Linked DNA regions of Mus musculus: region 1 is linked to region 2. A link is a contact called in public Hi-C data. All regions are on one chromosome and are shown on one strand. Each heading gives the region's core, a stretch centred on a gene start, on an enhancer-like site or on the middle of the called end of the contact. The rest is flanking DNA. Distances are from core to core; before and after follow the strand shown. Region 1 has its middle 19 kb from the start of Eldr. Region 2 has its middle 63 kb from the start of Gm25698.

The links. Hi-C and Micro-C count contacts between places; a contact is called where the count stands out from the background.
Region 1: a Hi-C map of bone marrow-derived macrophages shows a contact between it and region 2, with 2.2 times the contacts expected there. The contact joins two enhancer-like sites. A contact is called at or near these places in 3 of 484 Hi-C or Micro-C datasets (the C2C12 cell line, bone marrow-derived macrophages and macrophages).

What each region holds. Positions count from the first base shown.
Region 1 is chr11:16,930,404-16,933,713 of GRCm38.p6, forward strand. No RefSeq gene overlaps it. Among named protein-coding and RNA genes, the nearest start is that of Eldr, 19 kb to the right of the region's middle. Within about 2 kb of position 1,983, at least 26 of the 459 cell types and tissues checked have an H3K27ac peak or open chromatin away from gene starts, as enhancers often do. A contact at or near this core is called in bone marrow-derived macrophages, where this site is marked.
Region 2 is chr11:16,668,203-16,671,365 of GRCm38.p6, forward strand. No RefSeq gene overlaps it. Among named protein-coding and RNA genes, the nearest start is that of Gm25698, 63 kb to the right of the region's middle. Within about 2 kb of position 1,854, at least 41 of the 459 cell types and tissues checked have an H3K27ac peak or open chromatin away from gene starts, as enhancers often do. A contact at or near this core is called in bone marrow-derived macrophages, where this site is marked.

The DNA.
Region 1 (3,310 bases), core at 733-3,232, 260 kb after region 2:
GGGGACTTTCTTCTATTAAGGAATGCCATCTGCCATGTATAACTATAATAAGAATTCTAAACTTACTTTGCTAAGCTTGCCCTGAGATTTCTAGCTCCTATCCAGTAAAATACTGCAAGAAAAAATGTAAGACCCTCCACACTATTGCAGGGACAAATTTGGAGCATTTGTGCTATGGGATGCCAAGGCTCCAAGAGACTAAGTTTCCGTGAAACTTTTTGCCTCAGAACTGCGTCCAAGCTTTTGGGCTTCCCACGCAGACTTCACTGGAGTGGGTGTGGCACTTGTTTACTTGACTCACTATGATTTTTAGTTTTCAAATTTTAGATTGGTTTACATTAAACATTTATGTCTCTTTGCTGAATTCTTTCATATATTGCACCACTTTACATATTTCATTCTGTTGTTTGTGTTATTGATCAGCAGCTTCTATCTGTTTGGATTTCCTTGATGAGCATGGGCATTCTTTAGTTTATTTAAATATACTTCTTTCATTTCTTTTGATTTCTCTGAGATTTCTCCTCACTCATTCTCACTATGCTATTACTGTTGGATTTGCAATTTTAGGAAGAGATATGTTATCTTGGATGTTGTAGTTATTTTGGTGATATATATATATATATATATATATATATATATATATATATATTCATTATGTTACTACTACTTTGGATGTTATACAGTTGGTATTACATCTTTATTTGATCTACATTGTTATCATGTATACCTCTCAGTTGACATATTTGGAGTATTTATGTAGAACTCAGACGTGGTCACATTTATTATTGTAGTTGAAAGGTAAACTCCTCAGATTCCTCTGACTCTAACAGTTTTCAGGTGGTGCTGTGTGCAAGAAGAGTAAAGGAGAGCTGTCCTGATAAGTGTGAGTCCTTTCTTGGTGGCTCCCTGGACCCGGAGAAGTACATTCTATGATAACTTATTTTGGTCCTGCAGGTCTAATGACTGAGGATACATACTTCCCTTGACAGTGCTGGTGTTTGTTTGGTTTTTTTGTTTGTTTATTTGGCAGGTTGTCAGGCTACAGGGGAGAAAGCTTTCAGCTGAGCTATTAATCTGAATTTTCTTCCCTACTCTTTGTTTGATAAGTTAATCTAAAGACCTTACACTTAAAAAAAAAAAGAAAAAAAAAAAAAGAAACCACTGTGGCTTATCTTCCAATTTTTAACATTGTACAATGCTTATCCCCGACAGTATGTAAATTTACCTATCTCTGTGCATGCACACACAATCTGGAGACATCCAAAACAAATAATGTCAATCATTAATAGCTGAGAACTCTAGTAAGAAGAGTGAAAATACTATAATAAAGTAGCAAGATGGGACTTTACTCTTTATTTTATACTTGTAATTGGTTGATTTTTTGTAATATGTGCTATTTTTTTAAAATGTAATGGAATAGCATGAAATATAAGTCACTTAAATACCCTTTCCCCTTCACTTGTCACAACTATACATGCAATAATTTCTTGTTTAATTTTCTGTTCTGATCTCTCTCCTCAGAATAGAGTCCTAAGAACATTGTCTTTAGGACTAAACTATCACTGGAAAATAATTCCATCTGAAGGAACCAGGAAGGTAGTGAGCATAATGTCCAAGTTCTTGAGATGAACAAAAATAGAACAGGTAGACATAGAATGCCTTACAATTCTTACAAGTGATAATGTAGTAGTGAGCCCTGACTTCCTTAGTAACTACATACTCCTCACAGCAGATACACTCTCATAGTGCTCGTGACAAATGTCCTAAATCAAGTTGGTGTCTGGTCCACTGAGTGGTGAACATTCTCTTCCTGTTTGCAGGACCTTTTGTGTGTGCAGACTTAGGAAAAAGAAACAGCACAAATGTTCTCTGTTTTCTCTTGGTACAAACACACTAATCGAATCCTGAGGGTTTCTAGTGGTTTGAATATGGGAAGTGGCACTATTCGCTGTGGCCTTATTGGAGGAAGTATGGCCTTATTAGAGGAAGTATGTCATTGTGGGGACAGGGCTTTGAGGTCTCAAATAAATGCTCAAGTCTGGCCAGTGTGACACTTTGTCTCACTGATTGCCTTTGGATCAAGATGTAGAACTCTTTGTTCATCCAGCACTAAGTCTGCCTGTATGTTGCCGTGTTTACCACTATGATGATAATGGTCTAAAACTCTAAAACAGTAACCGAACCCTAACTAAATGTTTTTTCTTTAAGAGTTGCCTTGGTCATGGTGTTTCTTCACAGCAGTGGAAATCCTATGTCCGAATTGGTACCAGCACTGAGGTGCCACTATCATGACCTCAGCTACTTCACAAACATTTGATTCTCACTTACCATTACATTGGGATACTAGGACTTCAACACATGTATTTGGAATAACACAAATATTAAGTCTATTTAGACAGGCATTTTTCATTTTATGTGCATGAAATCAGGAAAAAATAAAGGACTTTTTAAAGTGTGTATTACTATATAATTTAAATGGCATCCAAATATAGCATAGAATTTCTTCTTGGCTGTAGGGATACCAGGAATGTCAACATTCTACTTTAAGTGCATTCTCTCCTCTGTAGAGAGCAATATCCTGTAGAGCTGGCAGGGGCAAAGAACAGAGTTTAATCCAAGGATGGGTGACTGGAAACCAGGAACTGAATCTGTGCCCAGCTGAAGGAGTTCATCTACAGAACTAGAAAGTAGATTTGGTGAGAAACTGCATAGCATCTGGGAAACGATAGCAAAGATCACTAAGCAATCTAGATAGGTGTGAAGTAGAATTTCTGGTTTCATTGGAGACTCAGTTGTGTCGTGTGGTGTGTACATATAATCCAACAGACAATGAACGACATTCTTACATTGGTCCACCTTGATTTCTTTGATGAGCCCTGAGAGGACATGGGGCAGCTACTGCCTCCACTGCTCCAGGTCACTGCTATGTTGCTGCTGCTGGTAGTAGTTCCTGCTGTTGCTGCTGCTTGTTTCTGCTATTGTTTGCTGCTTTTGCTATTGCTGGATTGCCAGTTTGCTGGATTGCTGGTTGGAACTATCCTGATGATGAACATTGGATTTGCTCCTAGGAGTTTAATGCCCCTAATCATCAGGAAGAAGTCTATGCCCCCTTTCCCCTCTATCATTCTATCTCACTGATCTAGTGTTCAGTGGTCAGAAAGGCTTGAAGTGTAGATGGGTGGTGGGTAAAAGAACCTAATAAAAAAGCCTAAAACATAGGCCTTCAGGGAGGTTGTTCAGTGGGTGGGTTGTTATGTTTTTGCACCCACCCACAAATGATAATTCTTTGTTTTTCATTTTCTGAAACATT
Region 2 (3,163 bases), core at 604-3,103:
AAATTGATAGGTAGCTATCTCTTGGTTTTTTTATTTAGTTTTAGCTTGTATTCTTGTGTTAAACTGCCATAGAGAACTTAAAAAGGCTATAATATTATAATATAACAAACCAAGCGACAGATTGTACTCAGTTTACTACATCTGCTCATTTCCTTCTGTGCATCAAGATTATTACTTTTGCTAAGAATCAACTTATCTTCCACAAAAGTCCAGGATCAGCACCCACATCACCAGGATCAGCACCCACATCACCAGGATCAGCACCCACATCACCAGGATCAGCACCCACATCACCAGGATCAGCACCCACATCACAAGGATCAGCACCTCCCCACCAGGCTCCATTTTACTCTCCTCTCCATCTTATAATTTTTTCTTCCATATTTTTGTTATTTTATGAATGTTGATCACAACTCCAACTTCCTACTATTGCCTATTAAAAGCATGTGATCAAAGAATGTTTTATACTTGAAACTTATTAAATAATATGTGCTTTTTAAAAAAAGCTACTTAAAGATAGTAAAGCTGAATAGATTACACTTCCTTTCCATAGTTCTAGACTACATCTTAAATTTATTAAGTTAATATTTCAATTATAAAAGTTGATTATTTTATGTTTTTATCATAGTATTTCTCTTTTAATTCTCAGTAATTTTCATTGACCTAAAGGGTCCAGTGAACATCCTGTTGTCTTGGCTTTTTTAGGATGCCTGTCTTCTGCCTCACCACATCTTTTCACTCTTTTTACACTCCAGAATTCAGCACTACCAATGTTCACAACTTCCACAGCCTCTGAGTATTTCTTGCCTCTCACAATCCTCTGTATTTCCACTGTTGTTCCCCAACACTTCCTTCCTGCTCAAGTTTTCTCTCGCCATTTTATAATTCAACTTCTTGTTCACCACTGTCCATGGTCTCATACTAAGACATCAATTCAAACTTCCTAGACTTTTACATACATGAAACATTTTTCTGTAGATGGAAAAATCCCTGTATCAGTCAAGAAATCTCTACCCCTTGTGTCTTTGATGCATCAAAATAAAGACCCAAGCAAAAGAAATAAACCTGGGAGATCTATTTAAAAAGTACAACATGAAAATAACTCAAAACTCATTCCTAGGCACCAGAATTGATTAGCTGTGTTTTGGAATTGAATACCAAAATCACTTTTCTCAGTATTAAATTAATCTTAACAGAAATGAATGAAATAACCAAGTACCTTACCACATTCTAAATCACTGAGTCTTATTGAACTGACTGAGTGAGAATATTTTTTCCACAAATGGCTTTTTGTTCACCAGACTAGCTTTGTATTCATCTCACTAAACTAAATCCACTGAAAATAGCTTCAAATTCTGTTTAAAAGTTTAAGAGCTTGTGTGTTCAATCTTGTGTCACGCACATAAATTTGGGAAGTGATTGCAGAGCTACTATTTGGATTGTGGTATGGTTGTATGTGGCAGTTGTGTGCACAGGGCATGTTTTCCTCCTTTGTGCAGTCTTGCCTGTGGTTATTTTATAAATAGTATTCATACGCTATGCTAATGTACTTGGTGTAGGGAGAAAGAAATATTAGTTGCCTAAAATGCGAAAGCAGAGATACCACCCAGTTAAGAACTAACTCTAGGGTAAACATAAAGTCAGTTAACAGTAAGATTGAGGAAGGATGGATTTGCTACAGAGCTGAGGAACAAGAAACAGCATACAAGGAAACCACAGAACATGCCAATTGTGAGTTCTGCTATTCTAAGATGCAGGAAAAGAAAAAAACCCTGAAAGGCCAGTCCTGGCCCCTGGGATTTCCTTTTCTCTCAGTCCAAGTCTTTGGACTCCAGTCAACCCCAGCAGCTGGTATCCCAGACAAGCCTTAGTAGGTCAGGTTAAAATCCTGCCATTCCCACTCAGCCCTTCATCTGTACTCCCCACACACAGGGTCATTTCAATGAGACTTTAAGAATTAGAGCTCTGCCTATTCTCCATTTTGGGCAAGATTCATCTTTGTTTCTCAGAAGACAATGGCCGTGCTCCTTTTCCTCTTGGTTGAACTCTTGGAAACCTACAAAAAGCAGAGCATCTGCTGTGGTCCCAATTTCCTGCTGAACTCGATTTGTTCTTATTGTATACATCAACACTCCAAATGTGTCTGAAATATACTTACAGCTTGTCAATGAGGTCCATGAGCTCCATGGCTTGAATATGTGTCCCTTATAAGCTGAGTGAGTTTAGGAACTGGAGGTATGACTTAAGAACACAAAGGAAGAGGCTGGTCAGGATCAGAAACAGTGACTCAAAGCAACTGGCAGCCACTGCTCCCAGTTCCTCTTAAAGCAATTCCATGCTTCCTCTCTGGCTAACATGAGCATTCAGTTACAGAAGAAATAATTAGTGTGTTCTTAATGTATATGAAGAGTGTACATGGTGGTAGGTGTATTAAGTCACATAATACATGACCTCAGACCATAATGTATTCCAATTTATTAAAGAATATATCAGAAAATGGTATTTACTTGCTCCAGTAAATATAAATTGGCCTTTTGCTGTGTTCCAGCCTGCTGACAGATCTTCCTGTCCTTCCCTGTTTTTCTCCTACACCTTCATCAGTCTCTTGTGATTACTTTGTCCTTGGCATATTTTAGAATCCAGCCACTTTCTATCATGACTGCCATAGCTCTGCCCTATATGACATTGCCACTGTGAACTATTAACAGACTTCACAGACTGATCACATGACCTCTGTCTTCTTCCTTTATTATCTGATCCCTACATAGCATCCCAGGGCAAATCTGTTAAGATTCAAGTCACCAATGAGATACTCTTCCTCAAATTACCTCGGTGGCTTACAAACAGATTAAAACCAGAACCCAGATCTCTTTTCTCTGTGGTCTATGTGGTCTTCTCAGAGCTAGGTCACGGTTTTACTTCCAATTGTCCCTGGGTTTTTTTCCAATTGCCTTCTCTTTCTCAGCCATTCTGTTCTCTTTGCTAGTCTTCAAAGCTCTTCACCAAGTATGCTCATAAGTTAATTTTCTGTCAGCTGTAGGAACTTTCCCACCAGGAGTTTTCTTCCTTCCCATAGGCTCATGGATTATCATATCAACTCACTCGTGCCTTTCCTTTAATATCACTTCTTTATGGGGCTTTATAGACAACATAACAATCACAA